Linked DNA regions of Zea mays: region 2 is linked to region 1. A link is a contact called in public Hi-C data. All regions are on one chromosome and are shown on one strand. Each heading gives the region's core, a stretch centred on a gene start, on an enhancer-like site or on the middle of the called end of the contact. The rest is flanking DNA. Distances are from core to core; before and after follow the strand shown. Region 1 holds the start of LOC103626591 (phosphopantetheine adenylyltransferase-like). Region 2 holds the start of LOC100193892 (50S ribosomal protein L3, chloroplastic-like).

The links. A called contact is a pair of places that touch in the nucleus more often than the background predicts.
Region 2: a contact with region 1 is called in a Hi-C map of tassel, with 6 times the contacts expected there. The contact joins the promoter of LOC100193892 here to the promoter of LOC103626591 in region 1. A contact is called at or near these places in 3 of 25 Hi-C or Micro-C datasets (ear, leaf mesophyll and tassel).

What each region holds. Positions count from the first base shown.
Region 1 is chr5:78,302,256-78,305,983 of Zm-B73-REFERENCE-NAM-5.0, reverse strand. It overlaps LOC103626591 (phosphopantetheine adenylyltransferase-like), which reads right to left and starts at 1,836. Exons shown (of 6, transcript NM_001329681.1): 1 at 1,571-1,836; 2 at 1,220-1,291; 3 at 1-37. The coding sequence starts at 1,771. It overlaps LOC100191344, which reads right to left. Exons shown (of 4, transcript NM_001136778.1): 4 at 2,533-2,978. The coding sequence ends at 2,717.
Region 2 is chr5:79,035,435-79,039,335 of Zm-B73-REFERENCE-NAM-5.0, reverse strand. It overlaps LOC100193892 (50S ribosomal protein L3, chloroplastic-like), which reads left to right and starts at 1,752. Exons shown (of 2, transcript NM_001352295.1): 1 at 1,752-2,394; 2 at 2,648-3,130. The coding sequence starts at 1,896. The coding sequence ends at 2,937. It overlaps LOC103626595, which reads right to left. Exons shown (of 8, transcript XM_020538423.3): 7 at 3,764-3,857; 8 at 3,133-3,598. The coding sequence ends at 3,790.

The sequences.
Region 1 (3,728 bases), core at 587-3,086:
GCATCCGCTTCTCGATCGGTTGTATCAGGTCGGCGTACTGCAGGGAACAAAAGCAAAGCAGCCAAAGGGGAAAAGACGGCATCAAACTTCTCTACTACATAAGCAAAGTCAGTCTTTAGATTCTTCAGCTCACTTCTCTACGCCATGACCACCAATATGCAGCTCACATGCACATTTTGTAGACGGGGATATGCTGTTCCATTCAACCAGTGGTTAGTGGCTGACCGCCCAACCTACTAGACTCTATTCCCCCTACCAAACCTTTCAAATCTGAAAAAAAAACCTTTGAAATCTGGAACCCTGTCCATGTTCAATGAACCTGCATACGACCGTGAACCAGTAGTATGGTTTCCCACCACCTGAAACGCTAAACCCGGCCATTGTTCGATGATCATGACATGGGGCCATTATTTGGTGATCATGACATGGTTTTAGTGTTTGATGTCGACCTATTCCTGTGGACTGTGGTGCCTCTCAGCCGTCTCTGATTGCGCTAGATTACCACCACTCGTCAGCCCATACCCCCATTGGTTCGGTCCCATTGCGGTTGCGCTATAATTAGGGGGGCTGTTTGGATGCTAAGAATTAGCCACCTAATCTGCTAAAAGTAGCCAATAACCAAACTATTAGCTGCGTTCAACTAATTTTAGCAGCTAACTGTTAACTGTAGTGCATTTGAACACCGGTGTTTAGATGCAGAGATAATAGTTCTTTGATAAAAAAATTATTAGTCGAATTAGCTAGTTTGCTAAAGAAAAGCTAATAGTTAAACTACTAGCTAGACTGTTTAGATGTCTTTGATTAATTTTAACAGCTACTCTAGTGCATCCAAACATGGTAGCATAGTTTGAGACCGCAAGCCATCCTACCTACCTCCGTTCAAAGTTCCAAATCGAGGCTACAGACTTGAGACGGCTTGGCTTGCAATTTGAAAGGGAGCGGCCGAGCGAGCATGCGTTGATGGGGATCACATGTGGAACATGCAGCTGGGGCGTGTGTGTGGGTTGAGACGTCTGACGTCCCGGGATTTTAAAAAGCCTGACGTTGCTGTGGCATCCGCTGCGCGGCATGCAGGGACGCGATGGTCGGGGTTTGTTTTAGCGTGGAATAAGCAATGGCGTGATCGGGCTCTATGCAAGCGTGCTTGCGTCGATCGGGTTTGGATTAGAAGCGAGAGTGTATTGTCGGATGCATCCGGCCAGTTGGCGCGAAAGCTGACCTGTTTCTTGGCGAGCATGGGGCCGTCGCAGACGCCGACCACGATCCTCTCCCTCGCCAGCTCCGCTGCCGCCTGCCACAACGTGGATTCTTTATATGTTTTCGGAAGAGAAAGGGGGACGAACCGAGGAAACGGGAAAATCATCGTTGTTAGGAATAGATTAGTAAAAACCAGAATAAACAAACACACACACACAAAAAGAAAGAAAGAAAAGAAAGGAGGGGAATCGAAGGATCAGCTGAAGTTTCAACGCTTCGAACACACACAAACGCGCACACGCAGGCAGCGAAAGAGACGACGACGATTGGACTGTTATGCCCAAGAGTGGAGACCTTGTTGCCCGTACCGTACCTTCAGGAAGAGATGGTGGCCCTGGTGCAGGCGGTCGAAGGTGCCGCCGATCACGACGGCCGCGTAGCCGGCCGGTGGCTGCCGTCTGCCCCCGGCCTCCTCCTTCACGGCGCCTTCGCCGATGACGCTGGCGGAGGCGTCAGCCACCGTGCCCACGGCCGGCCCTTTCTCCACCGCTCCTGACCCCTCCTCCATGGCCATGGCGCGCTCCGGCCGAACAAACAGGCGCGCGGCCGGGTTTTTGGCTGGTTGGTCAGTGGCGTCGCGGCCTCGCGGGTGCGTGCGCCTGGTTTTGAGGCTGCTCTCCTCCTACTCCTGAGTCCTGACCTGTCCGCCTGTTCACTGATAGGTGGGTCCGGTTCAGCCTACAAAGGGCCTCGTCCTACTTGTCCTCGGTAACAGAGCCACGACTACACGCCAGCCTCGACCTTGACGGGGCTACCGGCCAGAGTGACTATGTGTTCTAAATTTTACAATATAAGATAGTGACAATGTGTTCTAAATTTTACAATATAAGATATAAAATTAAATCAGATTAAAATCGAGAACTATTTATATTTATTTTTAAATTAAAAATTATTTAGAGTTCTACTATTTTACAAAGAAGCATTTAAATCCAATCCATTATCACTCCTAGCTAAGCGGCTACCTAGTGGTGCTATGCAGCTTGAGGTCAAGAAGGCGATGCACGCACAGACGCACTAGACCTAGCAGTGGCAGGGAGTAGAGATGGAACACGATTCTCGTATAGAATAGAACAGCGAGACATGGAATCGCGCACCCCGGTACCGGTTCGTTCCACTGCGAGCCGGGATGGATGCAGCGTGCTCCACCACAGTGGCATACCACACCCATCCATACTCAAAAGCGCTGTACAATGGCTGCGAGCCGGGAGTGTTCGGCCGCTCAGCCCAGCGCAGCAGCGCTGCCACGGCTGCGGAATCGCTGTACAATGGCTGCCTCACAGCGCTGCAACCAGCCAGCGAACAGGCTCAAACAAAGCAAGCATACAGTATCTCAATAACCTCAGGCAAACATCTTTGGGAGCCTACCATCAGATTTTCTGAGTGGCAAAGAAACACCTATCCATTCTCAGAACAGAGTAACAGACCAAACACAGATAGATTCGACGGCCCTGCCTGTTGGTCATGACACCTCGACCGTGGAGCAGACCTTGAGGAACTCGTCGATCTTGGCGGAGTACACGTGGGGGAAGCTCCGGTAGTGGTCCACGTGCGGCGACGAGACGAAGTCGTGGGCGAACACGCTGCGCCCGAGGGACCTCTGCGACTCCACGAAGCGCTCCACGCACTCCGCCGGGATGACTCGGTCGGCCGAGCTGTACAGGTAGAACTGCGGGCAAGGAGGCTGCTGCTCTGAAAGCACCGAGAGAACCTTGCACAGCCGCCTGCAACAGTGTCAGATAGCGGAACAGGCGAACGGCGTACAGTAGTAGATCTGGGGAAAAGAAGATAAGGTCTACAGCTACAGTACAGGAATGCTTAACAGGAGAAGCAAGAAATGGATTCCATGAGTTTGACCCAGAGCCTGGGTTGGATACAGCCAGCTAAGGACTTGTTCGGTTATTCCCAATACACATGGATTGAATAAAATTGAAAAAAATTGAGAAAAAGTTTAACTTGTTTGGAATTCAAATCCATCCAATCCCACTCAATCCACATGGATTGAGAGCTAACCGAACAAGCCCTAACAGTTAGGTGCTAAAAATTAGCTAGGATGGATTCCAAGCAGGCCCAGCTAAGAAAGACATCAACTAACAGTTAACTGGGCATCCAGCTAACAATTGTTTGGATAGCAGGTAACTGGAAGTCGATCGACCGAAACACACTCAACTGATAAAGTATTAGCAACTAGCTATTAGTTAGGCAATTAGTAACAGACATGGTTACGGTTGATAAAACAACACTTTCACCACAGAAGCTCTTATTGCCCCCCCCCCCCCCCCCTCTGGCCTTTTTTGACCCACTGTTTGATTCAACAACTGATACACGCTTGTTCTCCTCTTAAAAGAACCTATGGTTTTTTTGTTTGATGAGTCTTCTGAGGATTTGATATCACATTTTTTTAACTAAATACCCACCCCAACCCAAAAATAAAACAGCAAAAATAGTTGATGAGCGCTGGCAGGCACAGGGTA
Region 2 (3,901 bases), core at 503-3,002, 730 kb before region 1:
CACCTCCAGTACAAGACCGATTGAGAGCCCCTCAATCTGGTCCACGAGCACAGGCCCAGCAAGATTGCCGAACAACTCAGCCCCAAAGGCTGACTAATCCGGCAGGGGGGCATACAGCTATAACCTCCAACAGTACGAAAAAGGGAGAAGTCATTAAAATAGGAGCGACAGATGTCGTCGTACAACAAAATAACGAAGGGCCGATGATTTTTGGTGAATCGGCCAACACAAACAAAAAAGAAAGTACGATTGTCAATAAAATAGCCGATCCAAAATACTCCATGCCCCGATGGTGCCCATCGGGATTGACACGATCGCAAAAGCGAAAATTACAACGCCTTAGAGCAAAGGAGAATCAGGAGAAGGAGGCGGAAAAAATATTTAATGACACACATCCGCAGTATCCGCCACCACAAAAGAGATGGAGACCAAAGGCCGTTGAGGAAAATCAAACGGCCATAAAGACAGAAAATAAAACAGCAACTGTGCAGCTCTTTGCAGGTATAGCAGACAGTCCGGCTATAAAGACCAGACCAACCGTACAGGGCGCAGACCATCCGACCCCTGAGGCCGAACCATCCGCACTACACCAAGACACCACCAACGATGTACCGACACCCATGGAGGAAGATGACCTACAAGGGGAAGACCTGGTCGACTACGAAGCTACGCCAGAACACTTGGAAAATTAGAAAAAGTAAGGTGACGGATTGGTCAGGATCGCTATGACGCTCGACGGTGTTGGGACTGACAGTTCGATCAAAGCTAAAAGAGTCACGTCCGTTGAGTCAACCATCGGGACTAAGGCCACTACGTATCATCCTAGCAAGTGTCAAGATGCCTAAGAAAACTGATGTGATCACATCGAGTTAGTTGCTTTTGGTTCGCTCAGCTCCACCAAAAGGCAGGGGGGCATATGTTTGACACCAAAATGAGCCGGCGGACTGTCTGGCCCTGAGGCCGGACGGTCCGCGGTCCGGACGGTCCGCGCCTGTGGGCCGGACGGTCCGCGTGTGCACAGAGCAGATTAGGGTTCCGAGTTTTGTGCTACGATTGTTAGCTAAAATCATGGGATAAGCTCGGGAATTAGTTTGTAAAGGGTCCAGCCCCCTCCTCTATAAATAGAGAGGTATACGGCCGATTTGTAATCATCAATCGAATCAATACAACTTCTATTTCGCATTTTATCCTAGGAGTAGTTCTAGTCTAGTTTAGGTTTAGCCTCTCGATCCCCAAATTCTTCGCCTCTCTTCGACTCTACGCCGATTAGAGGAGTCTAGGTCGGCCGGCCCGAGCCTAGACAACCCCTAGGATCTCTCCTCCCCGACGGGGTCCCTCCCGGGAGCGAGATCCAGGCGCCGCCGGCGATCTTCCGCCGCCCCTGCGCACGCGCGGACCGTCCGGCCCTAGGGCGCGGACCGTCCGGCCGTCAGGCAGGAAACCCTAGCCCCTGCGCCAGGTCGCGGACCGTCCGGCCCCAGGCCGCGGACCGTCCGCGCCTGACCAGAGAGCACCGCCGCCGGTTCTTCTTGAGTATTTGGCGCTCCGAAAAAGCGTCAACAGCTCTGTTCCAACTTACCAAACACAGAACAGAGCGGCTCTGTTCCTAGAATCAGGGATGGAATGGCTCCGTTCTACTTGGCTCCTCAACCAAACACTAAGTACGTGACAATAGGAGAATGGATGGAGGTCTTGCCATGCAAATTTCTAAGCAACTGTATATACGCTTTCTTTGTAGAAAGGCGTATCTATTTGAGTCGCTTCCGAGCAGACGTCCTCCTTGGATAAGGGGATAGGCGCGAGGAAGAGCGGCCTATCCGCATCCGCATAAATCCCAGTCAAATTGAACGAGAGCGCCACTCCCCTCTGCTAATCCCAGTCAAATCGAAGCAAGCATGGCCATGGCGGCCGTGGGCGTGGGCGGCGCAGTGGCGTTCCTCCTCCCGCAGCGCCGCCAGGGCGCCGTCCCCTGGAGCGGCGGGCGGCGGCGGGCGCCCGTGGCGGTGCGCGCGTCGTACGAGGCCGGGGTGGGCGTGATGGCGACCAAGGTGGGGATGATGACCTACTTCGATCCGGAGACGGGGAAGCCGGTGCCGGTGACCGTGGTCGGGTTCCGGGAGGGCGGCAACGTGGTGACGCAGGTGAAGACGGCCGCCACGGACGGGTACGACGCCGTCCAGGTCGGGTACCACGGCGTGCGCGAGGACAAGCTCACCCGCCCGGAGCTGGGCCACCTGGGCAAGGCCGGCGCCCCGCCGCTGCGCCACCTGCAGGAGTTCCGGCTCACCGCCGTCGACGCCTTCGAGCCCGGCCAGCCCCTCGACTTCGCCGACCTCTTCAAGGAGGGCGACCTCATCGACGTCTCCGGCAACTCCATCGGCAAGGGGTTCCAAGGTAGTACACCGATTCTCGCGCCTCCATCCAATAGTGCGATTGCATTGCCAGCAACAGCAATTCTGCTAATGATCTGCCAGCCTCGGTTGTATGTGTCATTGTTCCGTTTCATGGAGAGTGAAGTTTTAGCAGCATTTGCTGTAGCTGTAGTTTCAAAGGTTTGCATTTGCGATTGCTATGCCACTTGTGCAATCTCCTAGCTTGCAACGTTCTTGATCCGCTCGCGCGCGGTTTTACTTGTGGCACTGCGCAGGTGGCATCAAGAGGCACAACTTCAAGCGCGGGCTGATGACGCACGGTTCCAAGAGCCACCGGCAGCTGGGTTCCATCGGAGCCGGGACGACGCCGGGCCGCGTGTACAAGGGGAAGAAGATGCCCGGGAGGATGGGAGGAACCAAGACCAAGATCAGGAAGCTCAAGATCGTCAAGATCGACAACAACCTCCGGGTGCTCATGATCAAGGGGGCCGTGCCAGGGAAGCCCGGGAACCTCCTCCGCATAACGCCGGCCAAGATCGTCGGCAAGAACATCCCCAAGAACTAGACTTCTTTTTTCAGGGGGGTGAATGTTGAGTGTTTGTGTTTGTTACCCTGCTACAAACTGGATGTAATCCTTTGCCAATTTCCAGTTTTTGAACACATGCAACTTCAGATTAGTAAAACTATAACCTGTACAATTTGGATGCTTGGGTGAGAGAGTAATAGGCAGGTAATGCAAGATGCACTTCTGGTTCCTGAATTCCGCTAAACAATAGTTGATTAATTCTATGGCCATAGATCATACAAATAGTTAAATACAAATGGTCGCAGATCATGCAGATATGTACTGATCTGAGTCAGGAAACGCAACCAAAACGGAACCAGGAAATGCGACAAACAAGAAAAACTGCAGACGTAACCTTGTGCAACAGGGGGGCAGAAAGGAGAACTTTGACATAATCGTAAAGCTTCCACTATAGCCAACTGAACGAATACATTTGCTACCACATCACCCTCAGAGAAGATACAAAGAAGACGGATTGTTTGGGCCACCCTTCAATACGGATTATTTGATCATAATAATAAGCCATCCATGCTTCTACTCTAAGAGCACAAAACCTAACACGGAAGAAGAAACAGTGGCCACCAAATCAGCTAGTTCCACGACCACAATTGTAGATATTTAGCTGCCCAAAATAGTCTGTACAAATGGATCACTCCTCAACCTGCACATAAAGAACATACGACCAAAGAAGTTAGCAATCGTACAGAAACTGCTATGACCTGCTACAACCTCAATCAAATCGATAGGGGTGCCCAGGAGAATGAAGAAGCAAATTGAAGCAAACAACATCTACTTCCTTGTAAATGCAAGTTGTTTACGAAATTACCATGTGCAGTGTCATCAAAGGTTTCATTAATCACTTCCAAAATCTTCAAAATGAATGCCCTCAGATATTGTATCTAGCCGCCTATTTCCTATTTCTATTGATAATAAGGAAACCATTAGATAAATTGAGAATTTCAGT